Regions from separate parts of the Mus musculus genome. Here region 2 is linked to region 1. A link is a contact called in public Hi-C data. All regions are on one chromosome and are shown on one strand. Each heading gives the region's core, a stretch centred on a gene start, on an enhancer-like site or on the middle of the called end of the contact. The rest is flanking DNA. Distances are from core to core; before and after follow the strand shown. Region 1 overlaps Sardh (sarcosine dehydrogenase). Region 2 overlaps Vav2 (vav 2 oncogene).

Region 1 (5,655 bases), core at 949-3,448:
CCCCCCCCCAGGGGGAAGGGCAGAGGGGGAGAGGAGGATGCTCACAAGGAGTCAGTCCCCTTATCCCTGTGTGTGATGTGGCCGAGGTCTGACTTAGCTGGGGGTTAAACCTCGGACCAAGCACATCCCAGCAAGTGCTTTATCCTAGAGCTACATCCTCACCACCCTTTCTTGTAATTTTAAAAGTTGAGACCTTAGCTCTCTGAGCCTCAGTTTCCCTACTTGTGAGATGGGGCCTGGTGAACTTACCTAGCCAGCTGCTATGGGAACGAGTAAGAGCTGAGAGGAGCCAGGAGGTTGTCTGCAGTCCCCCAGGGTTGTCTGCAGTCCCCCAGGGTTGTCTGCAGTCCCCCAGGGTTGTCTGCAGTCCCCCAGGGTTGTCTGCAGTCCCCAGGGTTGTCTGCAGTCCCGCAGGCCTCAGATTCCTTATCTTGGCAACGGGGACCTTGCTGGAATCTGCCACAAAAATGCCTTGTGATAAATTCCCTTGTACCTCCCACCTGGTGCACAGTTCCTGGAGCTGAGTGCTTGGGGGAATCATACACCCAGGAGACGTGACCAGATGATCCAGTGAGCCCCAACCCCTGGAGGCTGTGGATCCCAGAGACACCCCAAAACAGCAAAGAAACGGCTCCTGCATTGACACGGGTCCCGTGATGAATATGTATCTCATTAAGGATGTGTATATTTAATATGCATGTTAATTATGTATGTGACTCAGAGCTCCAGTAAGTCAAGAGAATGTGACAATTTACATGTGATCAAGGCTGTGTAGCAAGCAGCTGTCAATCTTGGAAGCAATTTTAAATTATCTTTATTCATCTTTCTTAATATTATAAAAGGTGTACTTGCTTGTCAGAACACACCGACATAATGAAAAAGGCATCTAAGACCTGCCACCTACAAAGCTTATCGCACACCTGGAAACGGTAGAGAGGAGCCTGGGGTGAGCCTCTGCCCCTGGCTCATGTGGATCTGCCTTTTGCCATGTCTAGGGCACTCCCTGCATTGCCTCTATAGAGCAGCCTAGTGGGGATGGTTGCTCAGGGCAAGCAGGCACATCACTGACAATTGGTAGGGAACTCAGCCTGATAACAGAATGTAAGCTGAAGTATGAGAGAGAGAGAGAGAGAGAGAGAGAGAGAGAGAGAGAGAGAGAGAGAGAGAGAGAGAGAGAGAGAGAGAGTCATGGTAGGAGATTCTTTGGCCTGGTGTTGAGGACACTGTCCAAAATTCAAGCATCCTCTGGGAACTTCACAGGGAGCCTTCTGCTTGTGATCTCTCTCTCTCTCTCTCTCTCTCTCTCTCTCTCTCTCTCTCTCTCTTTCCTCTCCCCTCCCTCCCTCCCTCTCTCCCACCTCCATCTTCCTCCTCTCTCCCCTTCCTCCCCTCTCTTCCCCTCTCTTCTATCCCCCAGTGCCTCTTTCTTTCTTTTTTTTTAGTAGGTGCTAAAACTTGGTTTTGAAATTTTATTAAAAAATATATTTGTAAACATATGAAATTTAGGATGAAAAATGCTCATTTTGAAACATGTAATAACTTAATATTTGCAAACATACACAGATGGTATAAAATCCACACCACTAAAAAGGTTAATGAGGCCAGTGCCTCTTTCTTAAGAGGAGGAAGGGAGTGAGGCTTTGGTGGGCCCTGACTGGTGCTCTGGTAGCATTTTGCCCCTGAAGGCTCCCTGTGCTGGGACCAGGCCCATTGTACAAGGGAGAAAGGAGAGACTCAGAACATGAGCAGATATTGTAGTAGGACAGGCTGGTCAGAGCCTGTGTGCCTCCCAAGACTGCATCCTTCCATGGATATGTGTGTTCCTGTGAGGTGTCTCCAAAATAAAGGTGTCAGACTTGAGGAAGCAGGCCTCTGCCCACCCATGGCTCAGGGAGACTCTTCTGGGTGTTATTACCGCTGAGAGGAGTCTGGATGGAGGGACAGGCACAGTGCTTGGGTTTGGTTGTCATAGATTCAGACTACTACTGAGCTCTGCAGGGTGAGGAGTGGGATGAAGAAGGAAGTCAGAAAGATGGGGTGCACATAGAAGCCTCCCACCCTGCCTTCCCTGTGCCAGGCTCCACCCACTCAGGTCCAGGGGGTGGTAAACACAATGAAAGGTCCAGGGATACCTGACTGCCACAGGTCCTGGCACCCTTGCCAATGACAATTCTGTGAACCCTGAATCCCAGATGGGACCAGGAGGTTGGTGAACTTGTTTACTGGATCTAAGGCCACAGAGTTGTCCAAGGTCATTAAGCTCTGAGGCAGCATTTTCCCAGAATTCCTGGTGGAAGTGAGCTGATGTCCAAGGGCAGAGTCTCAGGGCCAGTGTGGCTCTGTAGTTGTCCACGGCCATAGGGACAGTGGGTTTCATGTATTCCCAGCACATGTCTCCTCTCTGAACTTCGGTCTCCTTTTCTGAAGTCTGGGGGAGTTGCTCACTCTGGATTAACACTCTGTGTGAAGGCTTCAGAATGGCAGAGGCAGGGACAAGGATATGGGGTGTATTATGATGGGAATTATAAGGACATGAGACTCAGGAGGGAAAATACTTGTCTGAGTCCACTTTTACCCTAGTGGTTGAGGCAGGATAGATACCCCCTCTCAGACCTGAAGGCACCAGAGTTTTAACCATTTGTCTAAGAAGCAGGAAGAGGCCCTTGATATTGCTCATTGGCAGAAGCAAGCTATACACTTTCCTCAGTGAGAGTCTGGGGCCCCTCACTGTGTTCCCTGTTCCAAGGTCTTGTTCTAAACCTGTTGCTTCTCCTCCAGGGGATTGCTACTACCTGGCCGTGGGTGGGGCTGTGGCCCAACACAACTGGTCCCACATAAACACGGTGCTACAGGACCAGGAGTTCCGGTGCCAGCTTATGGATAGTTCTGAAGATCTGGGCATGCTCAGTATCCAGGGCCCAGCCAGGTGAGTGAGGATCAGGACCTGATACCTGGGTTATCTAGGTCCACCTAGGCTCCAGTCCCTCCAGCCCAGCTCATGGGCATAACCACTCCTCTGCATGTTGGACACTCTGCCTAATTGGGACTGAACAATTTTCAAAGTATCAGTCTTAGGCTAGCCCTGTGCCGGGATCAGCTTGACTTTAAAGCCTTGTGTTCAGTGAAGACTCCGTGGAGGCTTCATTCCCATAAATGGGCAGAGCCAGACCAGGGGTGGACTTATTCCCGTTTGTAAATGGAGAGGTCATCCCAGGTGGATGACCCTGGTCCTCTCTATAGGCCAGACAGGGTCGTCCACCACTCAAGTACCCTGTAAGGGAGCCTTGTTTTGGATGCAGGAGGAATCCTATAAGGATCCCTGGGTGCTACTGAGGGTCTCAGGCACAAGGATGTGTGGCAGGTGTGCACCTGGAAAGATAACTCTGGCAGAGCTTGGGGGGAGGGGCAGGATAGGGAGACAGGAAGGAAAAAAAATGAACAATGCATTGTGAACAGCCACCAACTAAGTCCAGCCAGTTGTGGAGCTGACCTGGCCTCCACTGCTGATGCTGCTCAGAGACCTGTGGAGGAGAAGGGTGGGGGAAGGGAGAGACGGAGGGGTGGGGAGGTGCTCTGTTGCTGTGATGGAATATCTGTAAAACAGTTAACTAGGGGGTGAAGGGCTTGTTTTTAGTCATAGGATCAAGGGGACAGGGGCAGAGAGAGAGAGAGAGAGTGAGAAGGACAGACAGATTCAAAGGGATAGGGGAAGGATGTGGGGGAGAGGAGAGAAAGAGCAAAAGGGGAAAGAAGAGGGAGAGCAGGAGATCATGTGACAAGGGCTTATGACTTTTCCTTTTGTGTTCTATCTGATGCCCATGCTGCCTACATTCAGAGCTCCAGGGAACACACTTGGATGCTCTCCCTCTGAATCTCCCAATTTCCCTCCAGGCCAAGCAGGGTGATGTACATCCCAAGTGTCTGTGAATGTTCTTTTTCTTACTGATGGAACAGAGGTGGAGACATTTGCCAGGGCCACACCGTTTCTGGGAAGGGAGGCAGAAGGACATGGGAAGCCTCTTGACCTTTCAGGTGTTCTCATATCCTCATCAACACACTAGTCGCCAAGTCAAACCGTCGTGAGGAGCTACACCTTGGTTAACCAGCAGGGCCTGCCATGTGCTGCCCAGAGACGGACCCGTGCTTGGTGCTTGGTGGAGCCCCTGAGCCTAGATGGGAAGTAGAAGAAGGGAGAGACAGGGAAGAAGGGAGTCACTTCTTGGGGGTAGGGGCCCCAGGGGACCAGTATGACAAACTTGGTTGTTTGGTGACATCTCTTCCTCCCTGGGTATCCTGCTGGGACTCTGGCTAGTGTGCTTAGACCCTACCCTGGCACCTTGGGGTTGACCAAACTAGTTACTTCTTGCTGAGTCCAGATCCTGCCCACTGCTCTGAGAGCAGGAGAGGCACCAGGTAAAACAAGTCTTTGCTGAGCCTTCAGGGAGGCCAGGAAGAGGGAGTGGCAGGTGTTGTGGACAGCACTGCAACCGGTGGGGGCACGAAAACCATTTACTCCAGAATTTAGAGGGCTTAGCATCTGGCTGCAGGGGCCAGTGGTGCTGTGGGCATGGCTTTCAATACTCCTCCTGGGTGGGGGGAAGCCCATATGTCAACCTGAAGGAGTGGAGTTCTACCTGCTGCATTAGAGGCCCTTCCTGGCCCAAAGGAGACTCCAGCTTCATTGCATGCTGACCTTGGACAGGAACAGGCTATTTTTAGAGTAAGGGAGGCCAGTGGGTGAAGCGAGATGGAAGGAGTGAGGATACCAGGCAGTCTGATCAAGATGCAGCCCCAGGGAGCAGCTGGGGGCAGCCTCCAGGCTGGCAGCTCCCCACTCTCCAACCTCTTTCTCACCTCTTCCAGAAGGCTCTCTCCTGTTTCCCATATAATTAGTAATGTCACTAGCTCAAATCGAACAGGCCTAGTTCCTAAGCTACGTGGGGAGCACTTAGCACAGCACCTGGGTTCTGGGAGGTACTGTACAGCAGCTGCCGAGCCTTCACTTGGCTCTTGACCCCTCTGTCTGCTGCATTTCTCAAGTTGATGAGCTTCATTCAGTTCATACAGCCTCCTATAGTTGCTGGGGGCAGACAGAGCTATGTGGGATGGCCACAATTGTCACTCAGCATGAGCCCCAGGTGCTAGATACATGGTTTTGTGATTCTATGAGGGTTCTCTAAAGCTCCACTTGGCAGCCACAGCCAAGGCCCAGGAGGTGCTGGGACTGGCCCCTAGGACTCCAGCTGGACTCTTTCCCCAGGCCACCTGTTCTCCAATGAAGGACTATAACCTTGGCAGACCTGGGTGGCTGTCCTCTGGGGCTGACACCCCAGCCTTCGTCACAGTCCTTCAAGCCCCACTTTAGAGGCTGTATGTAGTGGCATCTATGCCTCATGAGGAAGAAAACACAGCTCTGTATTCTGCCAGACTACCTCTCTGCTGTGTGGCTGCCCCCGGGGCTGTGGGAGCCTGGGTTCTAGGAGGTCTGGAGGCAGCAGAGCAGAGCTGAACCTCTAGGGCTAACACCACGTGGGGCTGGGGTTACATAAGGATCTTGGCAGAAGGCAGTGGCTGAGCACCTCAGGCGGGCGTGGGTGGCAGCTCCCAGCTCTGTGGGGTGGGGATTTGGGCTGGCTGCACTTCTGAGCACTTGCT
Region 2 (5,678 bases), core at 2,395-4,894, 200 kb before region 1:
GTAATCAGTGTTTGCTGTCAAGAGTTAGCTCAGAGTATTTTGGGCATCATGAGCCAGGTGACCTCTGTTCCAGCACCCCCACCCGCACCCCCAACTCTGCCCTCCCAGCAGGAAGGGCAGCTGTAGCTCTTTTCTGAACCAAGAGCGAGGCTGTGCTCCAGTATGATGCAGTTATTGAGACAGAATTCTGTGTTTTATAATGTGTTTATTCCAATCATTAAAATATAACCTTGCTTGGGAACTGAGGATGTAGCTTGGTGGCATTTGCCAGGCCCTGGGCTCCATCTTCAGCAGCAGCAGCAGCACTCCCCCCCCTCCCCCCACTCCTACATTCCTTGGTTTGGTTTGTAGGATGTGCAAAGCAAGCTGTATAGACAGACACCGTAGAAGGAGTCCAGTCTGGCAGCACAGGCTTGACATATCAGTTATTTGAATAGTGAGGCAGGAGAACCACAATTTCAAAGCTGGCCTGGAAACTTATAGAGGCTCTGTATTAAGATAGAGTATAGGGGCCGTGGTGGCACATGCCTTTAAACCCTGTCTTGAAAAACCAAGAAAAAAAAAAAGAATAGAAAAAGATAGAGTATGGGGGCTAAGACTATAGTATAGCTTAGTAGTAGAAGACTTGACTAATGCACACAGAGTTCTGGGGTCAGGCAAATAGCAGCTGTGGTCATATAAAACCCAGGGGCTGAGATATGGAAGATCAGCATTTGTACATGTGGACCTAACTGCCAGTGCTAGGGTCTGTTGAATCCTGTTTCAGGTCATCCCTCTTCTCTTCCCTCCTCCTATTCCTCCTCCTTGTCAACTTAACCCAAGCTAGAGGAGGAGGAGGAGAAGGAGGAGGAGGGGGAGGAGGAGGAGGAGAAAGAAGAGGAGGAAATGCCTCCATCAGATTGCCTGTGGGCAAGTCTGTAGGACATTTTTTTCTTGATTAATGATTGGAGTGTGATGGGCCCAGTTGTCCTGCCGTGGACAGTGCCATGACTGGGCAGGTGGTCCTGGGGTGTATGAGGAAGCAGGCTGAGCAAGCCAAGGGGAGCATCTCAGCTTTGCTCTCAGTTCCTGCCCTTGGCTTCCTGCCTTGGCTTCCACTGATGAGGGGCTTTGTATAACCAAAGAAACCCCTGACTTCCCAAGTTAGCTTTCGTTGTGGTGTGTTATCTCAGCAGTACCAACCTAACTAAGATACTGTCCTGGCAGTTTCCTGCACCCAGCTGACTTTCCAACCTTGTGCTGATGCTAACGGGGTGGGAGGTGTCCTTGTTTTTCTGTCTGGCACCTGGTGCTCTAACTCAGCCTCTGGCTGCCTCCAGTTGCTTCCTACTTCCTGGTCATTGCCCTGCGATTGCTCCTCAGCCTCCCCTCCCCGCCTCCTGCTCCAGTGCTTTCCCAGGCTCTGATCTTTGAGAAGGGCTCTTGGTTCCCCCTCTCCCCATACTGGTTCGCCCCTGTCTGCTCTTTGCCAAAAAACCCTTGACAAGCTTGTCTAACAGGAAGTGCTGGACAAGAGCAAACTGCTGACCTATTTTTCTCATACTTCCTTGATGATCTCGGTCACTTAGTGCCCTCAGTCAAGTGTCCTAGATGTGGAAGCCAGGCTGGTGAGGGTCCTTTGCACATAGTTTCCTTACTTGAAATAGGATGATAGTCCCTGTCTCTCCACACCCCCACCCCAGGCTCTCAGGACAGTTTTGTGGGAGATGTATGCCAGGAAGCAGGCCTGGCCGCCTCAGGATGCTGCAGGCCTGGCTGCCTCAGGAGGCTGCATGCCCTGCCCACCCTTGTGCTGCTTACTCCAGATCCGTGCTGCATGGGGCAGCCACCTTCCTCTCCTGTCCCCTAGCCCTTGGCAGGTCAGGCCCTGTTTGTCATTCCCACTGGCCTGAGGAGGAAGCTCCTCTGGTCTCGTGTCCCTGGGTGAACTGGGTAGCTAACAACTCAGAAGTCTGAGGTGACTGAAAGAACCTTCTGCCCTCTCTGTTGCGTCTTGGGCACGTCCAGACTGCACAGGCAGAAGATGGACGTATACCACCTTTGTGTCTTCAGAGTTGTACCTAGGGACTGAATCCGTGTCTTCTGCAAGAGCAGCCAGTGTTCTTAACCTGGTGAGCCATCTCTCTAACCCTCTAGGGAGCATTTATTTCCTGACCATCCGGGCACTGAGCTGTGACTCTGGCCTTATTAATGCATGAGGGGAGGGAGAGATAAGGACTCAGCTGAGGCCCTACTGCTCACTCGCTGTGTTGGGGCCCAGACTTCTCACCAGCCAGGGCAGGCAGGCATTTGGCAGGGTCCTTAGGCTGCTGGGAAGTGGGATGCCAGGAGCCAGTAACTGAATCGAAGGTGGCCTTAGGCATGGCCTAGCTGGCCCTGTTGTGGCTACATGGCTTCCTGGCCCATCCTTCACCTGTTTCCAGATGATGGGGAGGGGACTCAACCTTATTTACAAAGCATCCACCATAGGTCATTGTGTTACAGAGATAGCTTTGTGTGTTGACCTGATAATTAGAGAAGCAAGCTGGCAGGAGCCCGGGACTGGCACTTACCCATAGGATCTTCAGGGTGGTTTCTTGGCCAGGTGATGGTGGTCCCCTTGCTTTCCGTGTTCTTGTTTCCAATTTATTTCAGTAGCTGCACTAACAAACAGGCAGCTTAAGTAAGGTGCTTCCTGCCTTCACTGGGTGCCTGTCTGTCAAGAACAGCTATGGCTCCTTTTCTGCCTTTTCTCCTTTCTCCTGTGCACTCCTCCCACCTGTTAACATCCTTTGTGGAGTGTGGTCGGTCCACAGTCCCCCGCCCCCCCGCCCCCACCCCCAGGGCTGGGATCCTAGACCCCACCCACTCACACAAAAGTGACCTATGCAGACCACTGGGGACCCACTGGCTTCATCCTGGTTCTGGCCTCAGGCGCTTGGGCAGGGTGTGATTGACATACCATCAGAGCCCTGGTCCCTCTTAGCCTAAGTCTGAATCCTACTTAACCATCTCTTGCAGATCTTATGTCTTCTTGGCTGTTGGTCTTGGGCCTTACTTTCTCAGGGAACTTTTTCCTTTTTCGAGACAGGGTTTCTCTGTGTAGCCCTGGCTGTCCTGGAACTCACTTTGTAGACCAGGCTGGCCTCGAACTCAGAAATCCGCCTGCCTCTGCCTCCCCAATGCTTGGATTAAAGGCGTGTGCCACCTTTGCCCAGCTTTCTCAGGGGACTTTTAAAGAGCCACAAGATAGAATTTGGTTAAGGACTGATTGAGGTAGCAGAGGAAAGAAGTCAAAGCTCACAAGGACAATACCGGAACTTTGAGAAGGGCTTTGTGGATAGGGTAACCCTACACCCCTTGCAGAGTTGGAGCTGAGATTCTTGCCATCATCCAGCTGCTAACAGGCCCAACAGAACAGAGTCAGCTCAGAACCTCTTGTTTGGCATTAGTCACCCCCCTGCACCAGCAAGGCTGAGCTCACCCTCAGCCTGTGATTTCCCCTGGGCACCCAGGGGCCTCCTGACTGCATAGTAGTATCCTGTGGTTGTCGCCATCTTTGGCTTTTGGCTCCAAAAGATAAACAAGAATAGCAATCCCCACAGTGTCGAAGAGGTGACAGGTCTGTGCCCAGGCTTGCTTGACCTGGGGCCAGATCTGACTGAGATTTCCTGAAGCCAGCCAGTGACAGTTTCACAAGGACAGACTCAGCTACAAACGGTGACCTGTGGTCTGTGTGTGTTTGCTATGCTTTATAGAGTTTGTATAAGGAAGGATTAAAAGAATTTTTATGGGGCCTGCGCCAGCCCTGGAGCCAACTCAAACCTGAAGCCATAAATGCCCCTCCTAGCTGCTTTTCTGTGCTTTTGGTTTGGGGCGGGCACAGTTGTTTGGTCCCCTTTTCTTCTGATATTTCTTTAGCCTTGGCGTTTCCAGGATCACAGAGCTTGCTCCGTCCGAGTCCCCTCAGCCCTTTGCCGTCTGTGCAGGGTGGGTCCGGTTGCTTGTTTATCTTCTTTCATTAGATGACCTTTCAAAGTGTTGCTGCATTTGGGGTCATGTATTAATTACATCAAGCCCTTCGGTGGCTGCATCTGGAGGGTTCTGAGGTAGGAGTTGGGCGTGGTCTTCCAGGACCAGAACCCTGTACTCCCTGGGCATCACAGATGTCGTTTCTATCTCTGTGCCTCTCCTGCCCTCCCTTCATAGGTCATCTCCCTTTTAAAAGCAGTGAGGCTTTTCTGATTGTCACTGTTGTCATACACACTGGAGCGCACAGCCAGGCACATGCAGGTGGCGTGGGCCTGTGCTGAGTGTGACATAGGGCTTCCTTTGTTGGCTAAGGAGAAGAGATGCATGGTGTTGGGCCACCGCTGGAACGCTACTGCTTCAAGAATTTTTGACTTAGGGGCCCCCCTTTCTAATCCCAGAGCCTTATTCCTGCAGGCACCTGCACCCCAGAGGTCTGAGGCTCACGTCGCTGCCTTGTTTTCTGGCCTCAGTGAGATGCAGAGGTTTGTGGTCATGTAAGAGCACAGGCCCCTATCTCTTAACTGTGTAAGATGGTGATCAGCCCAAGACCATTGCGTCACGTCTTCTGGTGTAAGGGCAGCTGGACATGTGTTGTCTACCACATGACATGTGTCCCCCAGCCCCACCCTGTTGTGGTGGGTGGAAGGTTCTGGTCCCTTATGTTCATTCAACCCTGTTCTGAGACCCACCTTCCTTCTTTTCCCACGTCCCTCACTCCCCTCCACTCCCTTCTCCCTATCAGTGCCCCTTCCTGGTCCTTACTTTGTTTATTTAGCAGCAGGGACAGGAGGGGCACAGTTGCTTGGATCTGGCCTCTTTGCACCTATAGGTGGTGGATACATGGCTCTCCACGATGGCCCAGGGTGCCTGTCTCCACCCTGAAGTGACTTGCCATTGCTTGTTTTCACCCCAGAGCACACACACAGGAAGACAGTTTGGGCAGGGCAGCCGTGGAGACTGGTAAGTTGCTGTTCCTCTCCAAGCTCAGTTTATTCGTTGCCTCCATGGCAGGGTGGTTCACCCACTCTCACCTTTCACACTCTTTAATTAGTTTTGCTCTCTGTTTATTTGAGACCGTCTCATAGCCCAGCCTGCTCGTTAGCTCGCTATATTGCTGAGGGTGACCTTGAACTCCTGATCCTCCTGCCTCTACTTCCCAAGTACTGGGATTACTTGCATATGCCACAGTGCCTGGCCCTTCTTGCTTTTCTCAGGCTTTCCTTCTCCCACTGGGTCTGCACCTCTGCTGAGGTGGTGAGGTGGTGGAGCTGCCTGAGATTCCTTAAGATTTCCGCCCTCAGTCTCCAGAAGGCAGCGTCCCCTTAACACTGGTCTCTTCTATCTGTCTTCAGCTTGGCACCTGCTACCCGATGCTCCTCCCCGAGCTGTCAGGGACAGAGATAGGTGCCCACTTCCCAGCCTGAGGAGCCAGGGCCAGACTCCGCATATGTGATGGAGGAGGGTATCCCGGTGGCTGCAGCTCTGTGACCCTGTGCTTCAGGCTTGTGTAAAGGGATCTTTTTTTTTGTTGTTGTTCCCACGTGCTTCCTAGGCAGATAGGAGGAAGATGAGGATGTCGGGTGAACTTGCTTGCCTTTCCCCTCAGCTGCTGTATGGTGTGTGTAATTACTCTTGTGGCGAGCCGCCCTGCCCTGCCAGTGACTCTT

What was found. Hi-C and Micro-C count contacts between places; a contact is called where the count stands out from the background.
Region 2: a contact with region 1 is called in a Hi-C map of liver, with 2.3 times the contacts expected there. The contact joins two enhancer-like sites. A contact is called at or near these places in 1 of 39 promoter capture datasets (hematopoietic stem and progenitor cells), 4 of 484 Hi-C or Micro-C datasets (embryonic stem cells and liver), 2 of 115 datasets of contacts at active chromatin or transcription factors (embryonic stem cells and pancreatic cancer cells) and 1 of 9 other capture datasets (liver).

The regions. Positions count from the first base shown.
Region 1 is chr2:27,212,309-27,217,963 of GRCm38.p6, reverse strand. Sardh (sarcosine dehydrogenase) reads left to right here. Exons shown (of 21, transcript NM_138665.2): 16 at 2,779-2,926. Among named protein-coding and RNA genes, the nearest start is that of Sardh, 32 kb to the left of the region's middle. Within about 2 kb of position 2,198, at least 4 of the 459 cell types and tissues checked have an H3K27ac peak or open chromatin away from gene starts, as enhancers often do. A contact at or near this core is called in liver, where this site is marked.
Region 2 is chr2:27,414,502-27,420,179 of GRCm38.p6, reverse strand. All of the region lies in intron 1 of Vav2 (vav 2 oncogene), which reads left to right. Among named protein-coding and RNA genes, the nearest start is that of Vav2, 10 kb to the left of the region's middle. Within about 2 kb of position 3,644, at least 89 of the 459 cell types and tissues checked have an H3K27ac peak or open chromatin away from gene starts, as enhancers often do. A contact at or near this core is called in liver, where this site is marked.